Linked DNA regions of Gossypium arboreum: region 2 is linked to region 1. The links are chromatin contacts, called in public Hi-C maps. All regions are on one chromosome and are shown on one strand. The core of a region is the stretch at or near the end of the contact, and the rest is flanking DNA. Distances in the headings are between cores, read along the strand shown.

Region 1 (7,724 bases), core at 2,310-4,809:
AATAGTTAAGTGACAAAATGAAAAAGAAAAAAGTCAACTATCACCGCCAAAGATAGTTAAGAAATTAAAGGTAAAATATAGAAAGTCACTAAGAGAGAAGAACTTATTAGGCAAGTGCTTATCAAGAAAAAGCCTGAAAGCCTTACCCAAGTTTCCTTGGTTGCCATTCTTTAATTGAATTCAGCAGTAACATCCCTGCTACCCTAGGCATTTGAAGCAACCCCCTCCCCCTCTCCCCACTTCAACCAAAAAATAAAGGAAAAATTCCCAGAAAACATCATAAACTAAGGATTACAGTATTTTAGGATCTTATTTAGTCTCTGCCCAGTCGTAGCACTTGTAATGTGATGCTGATTTCTATATCTTTATTGACTCAGCACTTGAGATAACTTATAAAAGGCATAGTTGACCAATGAATGGATGGGTATTTGATAGAGAAAAAAAAAGCAACAAAGTAGATGATCAGTTGCTAAAACAGTTGCAGACGCACATGTAAGAGGACTTTCAGGATTAAATCTGAGGAGACATATATGACTTGGGTAAATTGGCTTCTACTTGTCTTCTGCATGACAAGACTATTGGCAATTGTGTTGGCATTTAATTCATAATTTGTGACATTATTTAGTGGCATTGACTTAGAAAAACCCATTGTAGAGGATAAAATCAATGTAAGCAATTTCCAATGCCCAGTAGTTCAGAATGTAAGAGGCCGGAGTAGACAACAATTAATTTGACCTATGTTTTGGAATTCAAAACAGTTGCAAAGCATGGTAGAATATAAGACAAACTTGCTGCATGATCTTCAAGTTGGTTGAAGGAATGTACCTCAGGTGCAACATAATTCGGGGTTCCACATGTCGTGTGGAGAAGTCCGACCCCCTGCTCATGTGCAGAGAGAGAAAAGGAATAATTATAAGTAAAAGCTCTCTGCTGTTTAATACCTAACTAGAAGTCAATATACTCACTTGCTGTAGCAATGCACTCAGCCCAAAGTCAGAAACCTTCAAATCTCCATAGGAGTCAAGAAGAAGATTTTCAGGCTACAAAATTATAGAGGAAAAGAAAAAGTTAGTCAGGATTAAAGATGGAATCATGAAATCAGTGCTGTTCAAAGATGTTGAATCAAAACATAGCACCTTTAGGTCTCTGTGGTATACACCCTTACTGTGACAATGAGCAACAGCGTCAATAAGCTGTTGAAAGTATCGCCTACATTCATTCTCAGGAAGTCTTCCACAGTGAACCTAAAGAAAGAGTTAAAGGAGATAAATGTTTTTCTTAGGGGGAAAACCAAACAAAAAAAAGAGAAAAGGCAAAAATAAATTATTATGGAGAAAAAGTTCAAATAAAAAATATGCAAATACTTGAGAGACAGGAGATGCCTTACAATTTTATCAAAGAGTTCTCCTCCACTTATAAACTCAAGAATAATATATATTTTTGTCCTACTTGCCAGAACCTAGAAAACAATACAAGGCAACTTTCAACAATTTAAACAGGAATATCAATGGATGATGTACATAATGGAATGTATAAACATACCTCATGCAACCTAACTATGTTAGGATGTCTAACAATCTTCATTATCGATATCTCTCTTTTAATCTGAAGCCAATGGGAAAAAGAAAACAGCCCGAGGAAGGGTTAGTCAACTAATTACCATAGTAACCATAGACGAAGATATTCATAAATCAAGGTAGTAACCAAAAAGTTAGGACAATTTCACAGCTCTAGTAGCTCTCAAATATTTTGCTGCTAAAGGGTTAAAAATCCTTAGGATTAGATTTGAAAGACCAAGGAAGTATGAATTCAACTATACATGTACCCCCAGATATGCAGCATGCAGCAGGTTTCTCTAGTCCTAAACACTTGCAGTGTATAACAATATGATGTTGGATTTATATTAGACTATCAAATTTTAAAAGGAAAAGATGGTCTCCAGAAATCTTTAGTTACTTGATTTCAGACAAGTGATGTGATCTAGTTTTTCACCAAAAAAATTCAAAAACCAACACAAAAATAGATGCTAAGATTGTCCCTCAACTAGCATCCTCCCCAGCTAAAGAATTTCATTAACAATCTTGTGTTAAAACAGTGTCCTTTGAACAGGTCCAAGGGACCAAAAAGAAAGTACATTGAGAAATGGCAAGGACACAGACACTAGAGTAGAAGACATTATAAAAAAAAAAGCAATTGGAAGAAAGCAAGGTATTTCTCTGGATACGGAAAATTATAAACTGCATGAATATAAAGATATTTTTGTAATCAAGAATAGAGGACTTCAAATACCCATTCTATAAGTTGCAGCAAATTATGCTCTTCCAATGTGGAAGTACCATTAAGTGAAACTTCAACATAAATTACTTCCTCACGCAGTTAACATCCAAGAATCAGAGGGCTCATGCTGACTTGAAAATCATTATAATCACCATTCACTTCAGAGAATTTTCCATTAGACTTTGTGGTGAACTTGCTACTTAAATTCTACACAACAGAGCTTTCTCAAGGATAACTTATAATACCAGCAATAATCTTACCAAATACCAACCATAATTCAAGCAGAGCACGCAAAATAGGCCACACATGATTTTTCAACCAAACAATCAAAAGGCAGAGGCATTAATAGAGCTTTTTTTAAACAGTGAATTCAGTAACTTTGAACAAGATAAGAGAATAATGATTTGCAGCTACTTAGCATTGAATAAGAACTACAAATTCTAAAGTCAAAGGCCGTTACAGGGTCTGTCCTTGTTTTTTCTTAAAAAAAAAAAAGAATTAAATAAACACCTGATCAACCATTCTGTGCTTAAGAATGGTGGCTTTGGGCAAAACTTTCAAGGCCACGCTCTCTCCACTGACTGAATTCCGCGCAAACTTAACTTTGGCGAATGTTCCTTGCCCAATTGTTCGTCCAACCTCATACTTTCCTACTGTTCTTGTTTTCTTCCTCATCGTTATTCAACGATCATCTCATACCAAAAAGAAAAAGAAACACCTGAACCCAAAAAAGAGAAAATTAAAATTTGAGAGCTTACTCTCCATGCTGCGTTGACTACACCACACAAATTGGACTAATAAATTTAATAATTATTACTAAAAATTGTAGGCAATCTCTGTTTGGCTGCTGAGAAACTTGAGGGGAAAAAAAATCGCAAGTTTATAAGTTTACTGAGAAAAACAAGAAATTTGAAGAGAGAAAAATAAACCGTAAATCGAGATTAGAATAAATGAATTAAAACATACTAAAACAAGGCAAACCTAGAAGAGAAGTTGCCAATAATTAGACGAATATTCGGGCGAAAAACTTATCGCCCAGAAAACTTTTCGCCTTCAAATGAAAAAGAAAATGAAGATAGCCGGAGGTTCGACGAGGGCTTCGCGTTAGCTTTGGCAGTAAATTGATGGTTCATCAAACCAGGTAAAGCAAACATAAACCAAAAGCTCTTTTTATTTTTCTTTTGCTTAATAATTATTTAGCCGCTGTGCTATAGCTAAACTATTACTTTGCTACCCGTACTTTGGCCCCTTCTTTTTCTTTATAGCTCATTACCCCAATTTGATTTTCCGTTAACAAAAATTTAAATCAATTAATTACACGCTACCACAAGTCAAAACAGTGAAGAGTTATTTAAAATTTATTAAAAATCCCATAAAAATCTTAAAAACTTATAAAAACTAAAAAAATTATTTACAAATTTCAAAAATATATATACTTTTAAAATTATAAGTATGTGAAACTTTAAAATATTAAATTTCATAAAATTTAAAAAATTCATTTGTTTAGAATTTAAGCTTTTAGAAAATTTTAGAAGTTTACTCAAAACTTTTAAGAATTTTACGGGTTTTTTTCTAATTCTTTTGCTTTTTATGATTTTTTTATTATTTTTAAGGAACTTTGAATTTATTTTAATAAAAATACCATAAAATTCTTAAAAGTTTCATTAAATTTTAATTTTTTAAAAACAACCTAAAATTCCAAACACAAAATTTTTAATTTTTTGAAGTTTTGCATAATTATATTTTTATAATTTTTAAAATGAATTATGATTTTTTAGGTTTTTATGATTGTGTGAGCATTAAGGTTTTTGAGTTTTTTTATTTTTTATTTTTAATTATTTTTCTTTAGTTTTGTTAAATCTTTGAAAATGTTAAGTGGAAGTTTTTTTACATATATAGTCATTGGTTGGTTTAAATTTTTAATAGAATTTAAGTTGGATAATGGGATTACAAAATCAGTACAAAAGCTAAATTGATCACAAAAATAAAGTATAAGAATTAAATTGATAAAAATAATATAAGTAGTATAGTTATAATTTGGAAAAAAATTAGGTTTTTTAGTTTCAATGACCTAATAGTTAGACTCAATTAATTGAATTATTACGTAATGTACGCCTTTTTTTTCTCTAACTCTCTCTCTTGCACTTTTTATTTTTGCTTTCTAATGAGAATTAAATTGTTTTTAACTTTTTTTTTTTTTTTCTTATATCATGTATAGGGAGTAGCCAGGAGATTAATAAAGGTTCTGGCGGCCTAAAATAAAAAAAATATTAATTTAAGTTATTTAATTTATTAAAAAATTAAATTAGTAAAGATAAAATTATACTATGGCCCTCCTAAAATAAAAAAATTTGATTTAATACTTTAAAATTTATAAATATATAGGCTATTCAAATGGTGAAATTACAATTTTATTATCGTAAAAATTAAACCCCTCTAAAAAAAATTCTACCTTCGCCCCTAACCATGTAATACAAGTTTGGATAAACTACACCCATAATCACTCTATAATTAGGTTTGTCCTATATTGGTCCCTCTAAATTTTTTTCTCAATTTAGTCACTCTAATTAAAATAATTATGTGAATTAGTCACTGTTGTTAAAAATTGTGTTAATCACTAATAGATTAGGGTTATCAGCAATCTTCTCACAACTGAAAACCCTAACCTCCCCTTTGTGTCGTCAATGCCATCGCCACCTAAGCTTCAACATTGTCGTTTGACCTTCGATTACATTCTCCAATCACACTCACCATCGGCAAGGAATGAAAACCATTGGTTCCACTCTAACTCATTCCTTTTCACTCCATTTATCTTAAGCCCTTCGAATTTATCCAAAACCCATTGCCCTTTTAATGAACAACTGACTGAATCAGTGCTTTGAGAATGGATTCCTTGAAATACCTGAGCGATTACTATGAATCCTTTTAAACCATCTAATTTTTTTAATTGGTTCAATCAATAATGGATCCATTAGAAACAATAACCCATCAAAAAGTATCAAAATGACATCATTTTGGTCAAAAATAAAAATCGATTCAATAAAGAAAACGAAAATTGTACAGAGAAGAGAAACGTTTCGAGAAAGGGAAGAGAGGGATTCAATTGGGGTCTAGTTAGGGTTTATAGAGGGCAAAAGGAGGGAGTTACCTTAGGTGTTGACGTAAAGGATGGAATGGGAAAGGTAGAGGGAGCATATCGAAGGTATTTGGTTAGGAGGTCGAAGAGAGCCAAATGCTTGACGATGATTCAAGACTTCGGTTTTACCATTGGGGGGAAAGAATGGGATGGCAAAAGTAGTGTTAATTAAGAGATATCAAAAGAGATCACCACTGAAAAAGTTACTTTAGGCTAAGCTTGGAAAATGAGAGGAGAGAAAATGATAACCAAACGATGGTGCTAGAGCTTAACGATGGTATTGGTGACACAAAAAGGAAGGTTAGGGTTTTCCGTTAGTGATTAACAGAATTTTTAATGGAAGTGACTAATTCAAACAATTATCTTAATTGGAGTGACTAAACTGAAAAAAAAATTAGAGTGACCACAATAAGACAAACATTATGTTAAAATGACCATGGGTGTAGTTTACTCTACAAGTTTTAGGTTGAAAAAATTCAAAAAAATCTCTTACTTTCAAATTTAATATTTTTGAAGAAAAAAATTGGAAGTAGATTTACAATGGGATTGAAAGCAAAATATTAAAGTTAACAAGATTAAGCAATTCAGGTATTCAGTATTTGTTTTTCTTTCCTAAAAAAAATTGCAGAACATTTCACTCTAAAAAATTGGGATTTTTTTATTGATTGATGAAAAGCACTCAAAGAATTTCAAGCAATACAACCAAGCACCGAATATTAAATACCCAAATTTTTTAGAGTGAAACTTTCTAAAATTTTTTTAGGAAAGAAAAAAAAATATCAAATACCCTAATTGCTTGATCTTGTTAACTCTAATCTCTAGTTTTTAATCTCGTTGTATCTAATCTTTGCATTTGGATTTGTAGATGACATAATAGTCATTTAATCGATTTGTTCAATTTCAATTCATCAAACTATGGACCTTTTAGATTGTCTACTAATACAAGTTTTTCCTCGCATTACAATTTGACTACGTAATGCAACTTAATATTAGGTAATCATTGAGCCAATATTTGTTTACATTTTTCTTTGCGTGTAAAAACCATTGAGGACAAATACAAACGATATTAATGTGTATAATGAAATTTTTTTCAAAACAATTTGTTTAAAAAATTACAAGTATAAATGACGAATAAACTACATTTAGGGCACTAGATCCTAACAATCTTCCACTATCCCTAGTGAAGTATATGAGTCATATTTGGTATTCTCATACCTTCTACATGCTTCTCATAACTCCTAGCTGCCAAAAACTTGGTAAATGGATTCGCAATGTTTTCCTCAAATGTGATTTTGACTATATCCATTATTTCGTTAGCCATCACCTTTTAAATAATTAGATATTTTCGATCATTGTGTTTTGCCTTTTTATGATTTCTTTTTCCTTAGTATTAGCTATTATCACACTATTATCCTAGCACAATGTTATAGCTTTTTCCATACCAAGAATGACTTTGAGACCGGTTAGGAACTTCCGAAGCCAAACTACTACTTTTGTTTCCTTAGAAGCAACCACATATACAGCCTCTATAATGGAGTCAGCAGTACAACTTTTCTTAACACTTCTCCAAACTATAGACCCGCCACCTAGAACAAAGACACAACCCAATGTCAATTTCCTTGAATCTCAACAAGTTTGAAAGTTAAAGTTCGTATATCCAATGAGAGTTAAATCTCCTTCAAAGTATACGAGCATATAATCCCTCATTCTCAACAAATGCTTAAGTATATATTTAACTACTTGTCAATGTCTTGGACCGGGATTTACCTAATATTGACTTACCATCACTACTGCATAACGTATATTTGGACGTGTGCATAACACAGCATACACGAGACTTCCAACTGCTGAAGCATAAGAAACATTTCTTATATTCTCTTTTTCTTTTACTATCTTAGGACAATCCTCTAAAGAAAGATGAAAGCCCAAAACAAAAGATTGTGTTCCCTTCTTTGATTCAGCTATCATAAAACGTTCCAATATCTTATCTATATATAAAGCTTGCCATAAAGCTATCACTTTGTTCTTTTCAATCTCTAAAGATTTGAATTCCTAGAACATCTCATCCAAATCTTTCATGCAAAAATGTTAGGTTAATTATAATTTTATCGATAATGTCCTTACATTATTCCCAATGAGTAGTATGTCATCGACATAAAGAACTAGAAAAACTACCTTTCCATCCGCAATACACTTATAAATACAAGGTTCATCAAAGTTTTGCTCAAATCTAAAAGTTTTTATTACTTGATCAAATCTTTGATTCCATGAGTAGGATGTCTGCTTAATCCCAAATATGGATAGTAGTAAT
Region 2 (7,724 bases), core at 2,853-5,352, 200 kb after region 1:
TTTTGGTATATGATATGTGATGCAAAAATGGTAGATTTGGTGTATATGTATGGCTTAGTGAAATGGTCTTTTTGGTAAGTTAGTTTTGTGTTTAAATAGTTGTAACACCCCTATCCCTTATTCTTCAACAGAGAAACACGCAAGAAATCAATAACGGTGTCAAGATTTAACAAGAATACCGAGAATTTTGGTAAGATTCATTAAATCGAATGAAAGATTAGTATCGAATAAAAATACTATAGAAATTTGGAATCAATTATCAGGTTTGAATTGAACTTACCGATTCTTGGCAACTTAGGGATTGAATTGATGGTGTTACACTAAATCGATACGAAAAATGGATTGAACGGAGGTTGATTTCAAACTCGAGATTGAATTAAAATTTCCAGCAATGAAAAGAAAATAATGGCAAAGGGGAAGATGTAGAGGAATAAGAAAGGAAACAAAAAGGAAATAGATGCCGTACCATTTGGGTTATTATCCAAGCTTGTTCCTTTACTATCTAAGCTTGTTCCGTTTCCACCAAAACTAATATATATCTTAGTTGAACTTGGCTTGGTTGCTGAGAAAAAAATAAAAGAAAATAAATAAATAAAAAGAAGTAAAACTTGAACCTTAGTTTTCTAGGTAATTTTCTAAGTTAATTTTTAATAATTTTATTAAGTCTAACACTATATATTATGGGTGATTATCTATTTACCAAAAACCAAAAATGATTAAATTTAATAAAAAGTTTTTTAAAAGTGAATTAATTTAATTTATTTGATATAATTGATTATGTATATTATAATTTATGGGTGTGGACTACTCTCATTCATGGATGCCTTAAAGGTAGGGGCAATTTTAAAGCCAATTCTACAAGGAAAGAGATATAAAGTTTCAAATTTGAATAATTGAAATAGACATTTGTTTCTAAGTAAATATCATTAATTATGTTAAATTTTTAAAAATAATAAATATTCTTTTGTGAATCATTACCGGTTTTGTAGCAAAATATTTCGAACTTTTCTGGAACTGAAGAAAGAAATTGTAAATTTGCAAGGGGTTCAAAAAGTTGATTAATAATTTTAAGGGTAAATTTGTACAATTAGTCACTCAATTATTAATGTATTTTTATTTTGGTCACCAAATTATAACAACTTTTATTTTAATCAGTAACGTTATTATTTGTTTCTATTTTGGTCAACTTATGTTAATGAAAATGATGATTTAACCTATTTTAATTGGTATAATTATATATATAGTCTTCAACATTTACATATTTTATCAATTTAATTTTAATTTTAAATAATTCAATAAATTTAATACATCACTACATAATTATTCAACTGTCTATTTTTCTATTTTTAAAAAGATCCCTTATTCTTTTCTATTTTTCTTGTAGCACTGATATTGATACACGTGGAAATGAAAAGTGAATCCAACGGTTATAAAACGTTTGAATATGACAAATAATAACAAATTGAAGCGTTTTATCAGGAGTTAGAGGAATTTAGATTTTTTTTTTCTTATATGACAAAAAAGCTTCTAAGAGAAAATGAAAAACACAATTAAGTCTTTATGCTAAATTCGTCCCTGCCATTAATAAAAAAATTAATTAAGTCTGTTTATCAATAGTTTCTTTTATTGGCCATATTAACTGAAAAAATAAATTGATAGACCAATCAAATGGTAGTACATGACAACTTTTGATTCAATCTTATATGTTCTCGCTCAAAATACAAAAATTAAAAAAATCATTAAAATTATAAAATATCGTAAAAGTTATAAAAATATAAATATTAAAAATATTAAAAATTATTAAAGTTGATATAAACTTATAAAAATAAAAATATATAAAATTAAATAAATGCTAATAAATTATAATTTTTTATAAAATTAATAAAACATATTTAAAATTTTATAAAATGTATAAAAATTCTTAAAAAACATATAAAAGTCATAAAATTATAAAATATCATAAAAATTATAAAATTATTAAAAATTTTAAAAATATTAAAGTTGATATAACGTGATAAAAATTATAAAAAATATCAAAACTTATAAATATTATAAAAATTATTAAAATCATAAAAACTTATAAATATTATAAAAATGATAAAAAACCTAATAAGTTCTAATAAATTATAAAATTTTATTTTAATAAAATTATAATATTATTAAAATATAAAAATATTATAAAAATTCATTTATTGATTACTCAGTTTTGAAATTAAACCCCTAAAATCAAAATGAATAGGGCTTAGTTTGGATGGGCGATTGGGTGCGTGCGGTGCGTTTAGCTTACTTTTTGACTCACGCTACAGTATCGCTACAATATCTAATCTCACTGCCACCGCTGTTTTTACACTAACCGCAGATAAACGCACCGCCCATCCAAATTTGCCCTAGGTGACATTAAACCGACGGTTGGATGAGAATAACCGTCAGGATCAATGTTGTTTTGAGTTGGATCGGATTAGTTGGTCAGATTGATTAGATCAAAATCGGCAAGTGTACCAATCCAGAGAGAGCCATTAGACCGGTTGACCTAGGAACCATGCGACTAAATCAATTTTTTTAAATATTTTTATTTTTTAAAAATATTTTATTTAATTGAATTAGACAGACTAATCAAACTGGCGAAATCGATGGCTTGACTGGTTTGACCACCAGTCAAATTCTAAAAACCTTGATCAGAATATTTCATAATGACATATGTTGATAATTGGATAATCAAATTTTGGTTTGATAGCATCTAATTGTACCAAAAAATACTTAATATCATATAGTACTTAGCAAATAAGTTTCAACTTTTCAATGTCCAAACTATTGTACTATACTTAAAAAATTAAAAATAAAAATAATAATTTATCAAAAAAAGATAGGGTCTGGCAATTACTGTTTTATTTGTGGAATATCAAGAATATTTTATTCAACACAAAAATGACCCAAACGATTTGATAGCTATTCCCATTATTCAATGATTGGTGTGATGTCATATGTTCATTATGACTTTAGGGGTTTAAATGATTTTTTTATTAATTTTTATAAATGACAAATTTTGTAAACATTGAGAGCTAATTTTGTGAAATTTTTTATGTTTAGGATGAAAATGATAGAGTTTGTAAATATTATAGAGCTAAATTTATTATTAGACCAATAAAAAAAGCCCATGTCAGCACTTCTGTCAAATTTCAAACTATTGTTAATGTTCGGTGACCAAACAATTTGATTTCGAATAGTTTAATAACTAAATTGTAAATTTTAAAAGTTTAATGATCAAGATAGAATGCAAACAATAATTTAATGACAATTTTTTTTTACTTTACCCTTTAATTTATTGTTATAGTTTTAAGTTATGGCATGGGATATTCACATCTATATCATATAACATTTATTTTTTGAACAATCTCATTATAGATTTTGATCATATCTGCTTTTTTTGATACAATGTCTAGAATTATCCACAACCCCTCCCCAATACATAAATAGGAGGATAATACGATTTAACGCACTCAAACTCATGTACTCCTACATTGGGAGCAATATCTATGCCAATCGAGTTAAGACTCAATTGATATATCATATATCATTTTTAGTTAAACATGTTAGTTCCAAATTTTGGGATTATCATAGGAAAAAGGTAATGTAAAATCAATTAAATAAATACAAATAAAAGAAAAAGAAATATTAAGGATAAATATCAAAATTATATATGAATTTTGCTTCAATGTGCAATGTTATATATAAACTTTGATTTTATGCAATTTTACAAATGACAATTTAATTTAATTCAATTTTCACAGATCATTAATTAATATAACACAAATTTATCTTTACATATTACATATACAAATATTTATACTTATACAATATAAAAAATTTAAAGTTAGACTTAGCTTCCAATATTAATGGTGGAGCTCGGCAAACCTGTATTCCAATTTTATATTTTTCCTATAATATATATTATATAATATAAATATTAAAAACTATGTTACATGATTTATATTTAAAATTTCAATGAAAATATAAGTTTATTAAATAAAAATGAAAAATATAGAAATGTTGTGGATTTGGAGTCCAGTAGAATCTGGCCCGGCCCGTAGACACATTAGTATAATTTTTGTGGATCAGATGGATAAATAAGTAAAATTTGGTATAAAAATTTGAGTCGGTAATTTGGTAGGTGGAAAAGGCGAGCGCGGTGGAGAAGGGGAAGGAGAAGAAGGAAATGGACAGTGCCAAAGATGATGTTGTTTGCTTACAACTCACTGCTCCTCCTGGTTGGAAGAAAATGGTTCATTTCTTCTTCTTCTTTCTTCCTAAAAAAAAAAAATTCAAGTTTATTGCTTGTCGTTTCACTGGGTTTTATTTTGTTTTTATTTTTCTAGTTAGGGAAGTAATGATAATTTTTAATTAGAGTTATTTTGTTTTGCTCCTAGTATTAATGGTGAATTATGAGTTTTTTTTTTTTTTTTTTCTGGTTAACACATCTGGTTTTCCCAATTTATTGGAAGCAAAGCAATAGCTAGGGTTCTATAGAAGGGTCTTTGTCTGTAATCTTTGGGTTTCTGTTTTTAAACGATTCTTGGAGGCAAATGAGCAAAGTTGGGCATCCCTTATGATATTTTAGTGCTCTTAGTTGGAAGATTTAATTTTTTGTTTGAGAAATGATATTTTGACTATTATTTTGAAAGACTGTTGAAGAATGTCTGTTGATTAAACGTTGCTTTCAAGTTGTGCAATTGTTTCGGAACTTTATGTAGGAAACTGGAAAGTCATCAATGTCATTTTTGGTGTTGATTTTGATAATATCGTGCAATCTTAAGGTTTCTTTTTGTTCTGCAGTTGAAGCCGAAGAAAGGGGGAACTCCTAAGAAGAATGAGATCATTTTCACTGCTCCCTCTGGGGAACAAATCAGTAACAAGAAACAATTGGAGCATTACCTTAAACAACACCCTGGGGGTCCAGTAATATCGGAATTCGATTGGGGCACTGGTGAGACCCCTAGGAGATCAGCAAGGATTAGCGAGAAGGTAAAAGCAATGCCGACAGCAGATAGTGAACCTCCGAAAAAACGAGGCAGAAAATCATCAGCTTCAAAGGATGATAACAAAGAATCGGAGACAGCCCCTGAAGGAACAGAGGATAGTAAAGATGTTATGGAAGAGGCTGGAAAATCTGAGGAAGAGAATGAGAATGAGAACAAAGATAAAACGCAAGATGGTAACAGTAAATCTGAACCCACTTCTAAAGAAGTGACACGCGGAGTAGATGCAAAAATATCTACTAATATCGAAGAAGGTAAAGGAGATGGTGAAGCAGTATCTGAAAAGTTGAAATGCCCGCAGGACGGAGTTGAAATGAATGCTTCTGGATTTGGCCAAAAGGAAACAGCAGACATGGAGGATGCAACATCCGATGGAAATGTTGAACAACCAGCGAGTGAAGCTGAGAAAGGGCTTGGATCCATGGAGCAGGAGAAACCCAACGTATGCGTTACGGAGGAACGGAAAAATGAGGGGCAAGGAGAAGTAAAACCAAAACATGATAGAAGCACAATTGAATCTGAAAGAGAAATCGAAGTCAATGAAGCAGCAAATCGTGATGAAACGGAAGAAGCAATTCAAAATGGTAGTAAGGGAAGTAATGCAGAGGAGGGGAAGCCTTGAGATTCTATTTACAATGGATTAACATTTAACATGATGCATCCCCCTTGTGAACCTTTTTGATTTTGGGACATACTTAAAATGACTAGCTTTACTAAGGTAGTAACTGATGAGACATCTTTTGGTATTATGGTAGATAGCTATATAATGTAACTGTGTCTGATGTATTATTGGTCTGACCTGTAGCTTGTAAGTGATGAAAGGATATGGATGTAATATGCAGTGCTAAGTAAAAGGTTAAAATTAGTGCTCTTTTCTGATATCTGGCATCTATTTTTTGTTGATTAATTTGGTAAACTCCCAGCATTTACTTGGTTTAAACTTTGGTAAGGATAATAATATGTACTTTTGTATTGCCCGAACCTTTTTTTTAATTAAATTAAGTAGATTTTAAAGCTAGTCAGAGAACTTTGTTTAAGGTATATTAATTTAATTTATATCAATATGTCATCTTAATTTATTTGTTAATTCTCACTTTTTTTTATAAGACCGAGTGTATGTGGTAAGCTTATTGGATTAGGATTAGTTATTGCCTCGCCATGTTGGTCTGTTTCCTTTTGTTTATTTGTAAATAATATTGCTTTACCTTAAAAAAACATATTTCAGTTAAGATGGAATTTGAACTTTAGAAATAAATGTGATGATATAAAATCAAATTTGGAAACTTAAATTCGAGCTTCTTATAAATCAGTTACAACTTAAGAGTGGGTAGTCTCGTAAAAGTATTAGGGTTGGATTGCATTTTGGTCTCTTTACTAAAAAAAATGAGTAAATTAATCCTTATAGATTTCGACACATGTAAATTAGTCCTCCGTTAAATTTTATCAATTAAATGATAATGTGGCAAGTTAATTTGGTTAATTGCTAATTTGGTCTCTAAATTATAGTTAAAATATTATTTTGATTTTAAAAAAATTTCTTACAATAATTCTAAAAACTAAAAAAATATTTACAATAAATATAAATTGTTAAAAATAATGTTAATTTTTTTAACATAATAAATATAAATATTAAAATTATGTTAAGAAACAATACTATGAAAACAAAAGAAGAATGGAAGTTAAATCCAAGTGGTTATGGTTAGTATCTATAGAAACCCAACTTCAAATAGTTAAAAGATGACGATTTTGAATTTTTAGAAAAAATTATTTTTAAAAAGTTAACATATTTTTAATATTTTAATAAATTATATTTATTTTTAATATTTTAATAAATTATATTTATTTTAAATTTTTTAGAATTACTGTAAAAATTTTTAAAAATTAAAATAATATTTTAACTATAGTTTAAGGACTAAATTAACAATTAATAATTTAAATTAATGTGCTATATGCAAAAGAGTTAATTTGCATGTTTCGAAATTTATGGGAATAATTTACTCAAATTTTTTAATAAAGAGACTATTAGTCACTAAATAGCCAGTTTAGGGCCCAATTGTGGATCGTGGAGACAATACAGAACTTCAAGTTCTAACACTTCCAAATTGCCGAGTAAGCAGCACTGACCAATGGACACAACACATTTTGTAATAACATTTTTAAAGAATAGTTGAATTTAATCAAAATCCCAAAGCTGAAGACCCTTTTCTCACACACAAGCTTTGGCTTCCTGTCTTAAAATCACTTCACAATCTTCCTTCTTACCCATATTTTAGTTGTGGCCAAAAAGAAGCTGAGCTTCTAAAGATTGAAACACTAAGCCATGGAAAATGGAGGAGACCGTGTGACATAAAGAGAGAAAGTGAAGTATTAAGGGAGAGACTTTTTTATTATTATTTTTTCTTTAATTAATGATATGGCATGCTGGAGTTACAACAAGCTTTGCATTGAAGGCGTTTGCTCAATTTCCTTATAAAGAGCGTTTCCAGAATTGGATAATTTGATTCATCCTTGAACAAAATATAGAACGAAAAGGCAATGAAAATTCTGCGAGTTTCGCTATTCTTCTTCATCTTTCTTGCTCCATTTGGTACTTTCTCTTTCACTCTTTCTTTTTCCTTAAGGTTTTGTTGGCTCTTTTTGGTTATTTGTTATGCTGTCTTTTTCTGCTCAAATTTGGGTCCTTAGTTTGTA

Evidence for each region. Hi-C and Micro-C count contacts between places; a contact is called where the count stands out from the background.
Region 2: a contact with region 1 is called in a Hi-C map of leaf, with 2.5 times the contacts expected there. The contact joins the promoter of LOC108486798 here to the promoter of LOC108486329 in region 1. A contact is called at or near these places in 2 of 5 Hi-C or Micro-C datasets (both in leaf).

The regions. Positions count from the first base shown.
Region 1 is chr6:132,805,982-132,813,705 of ASM2569848v2, forward strand. It overlaps LOC108486329 (CBL-interacting serine/threonine-protein kinase 24), which reads right to left and starts at 3,560. Exons shown (of 16, transcript XM_017790329.2): 1 at 3,259-3,560; 2 at 2,788-2,995; 3 at 1,543-1,605; 4 at 1,388-1,459; 5 at 1,137-1,244; 6 at 966-1,040; 7 at 826-879. The coding sequence starts at 2,952.
Region 2 is chr6:133,002,933-133,010,656 of ASM2569848v2, forward strand. LOC108486798 (methyl-CpG-binding domain-containing protein 11-like) reads left to right here and starts at 4,103. Exons shown (of 2, transcript XM_017791038.2): 1 at 4,103-4,279; 2 at 4,831-5,912. The coding sequence starts at 4,214. The coding sequence ends at 5,655. LOC108486797 (glucan endo-1,3-beta-glucosidase 11-like) reads left to right here and starts at 7,117. Exons shown (of 3, transcript XM_017791037.2): 1 at 7,117-7,620. The coding sequence starts at 7,569.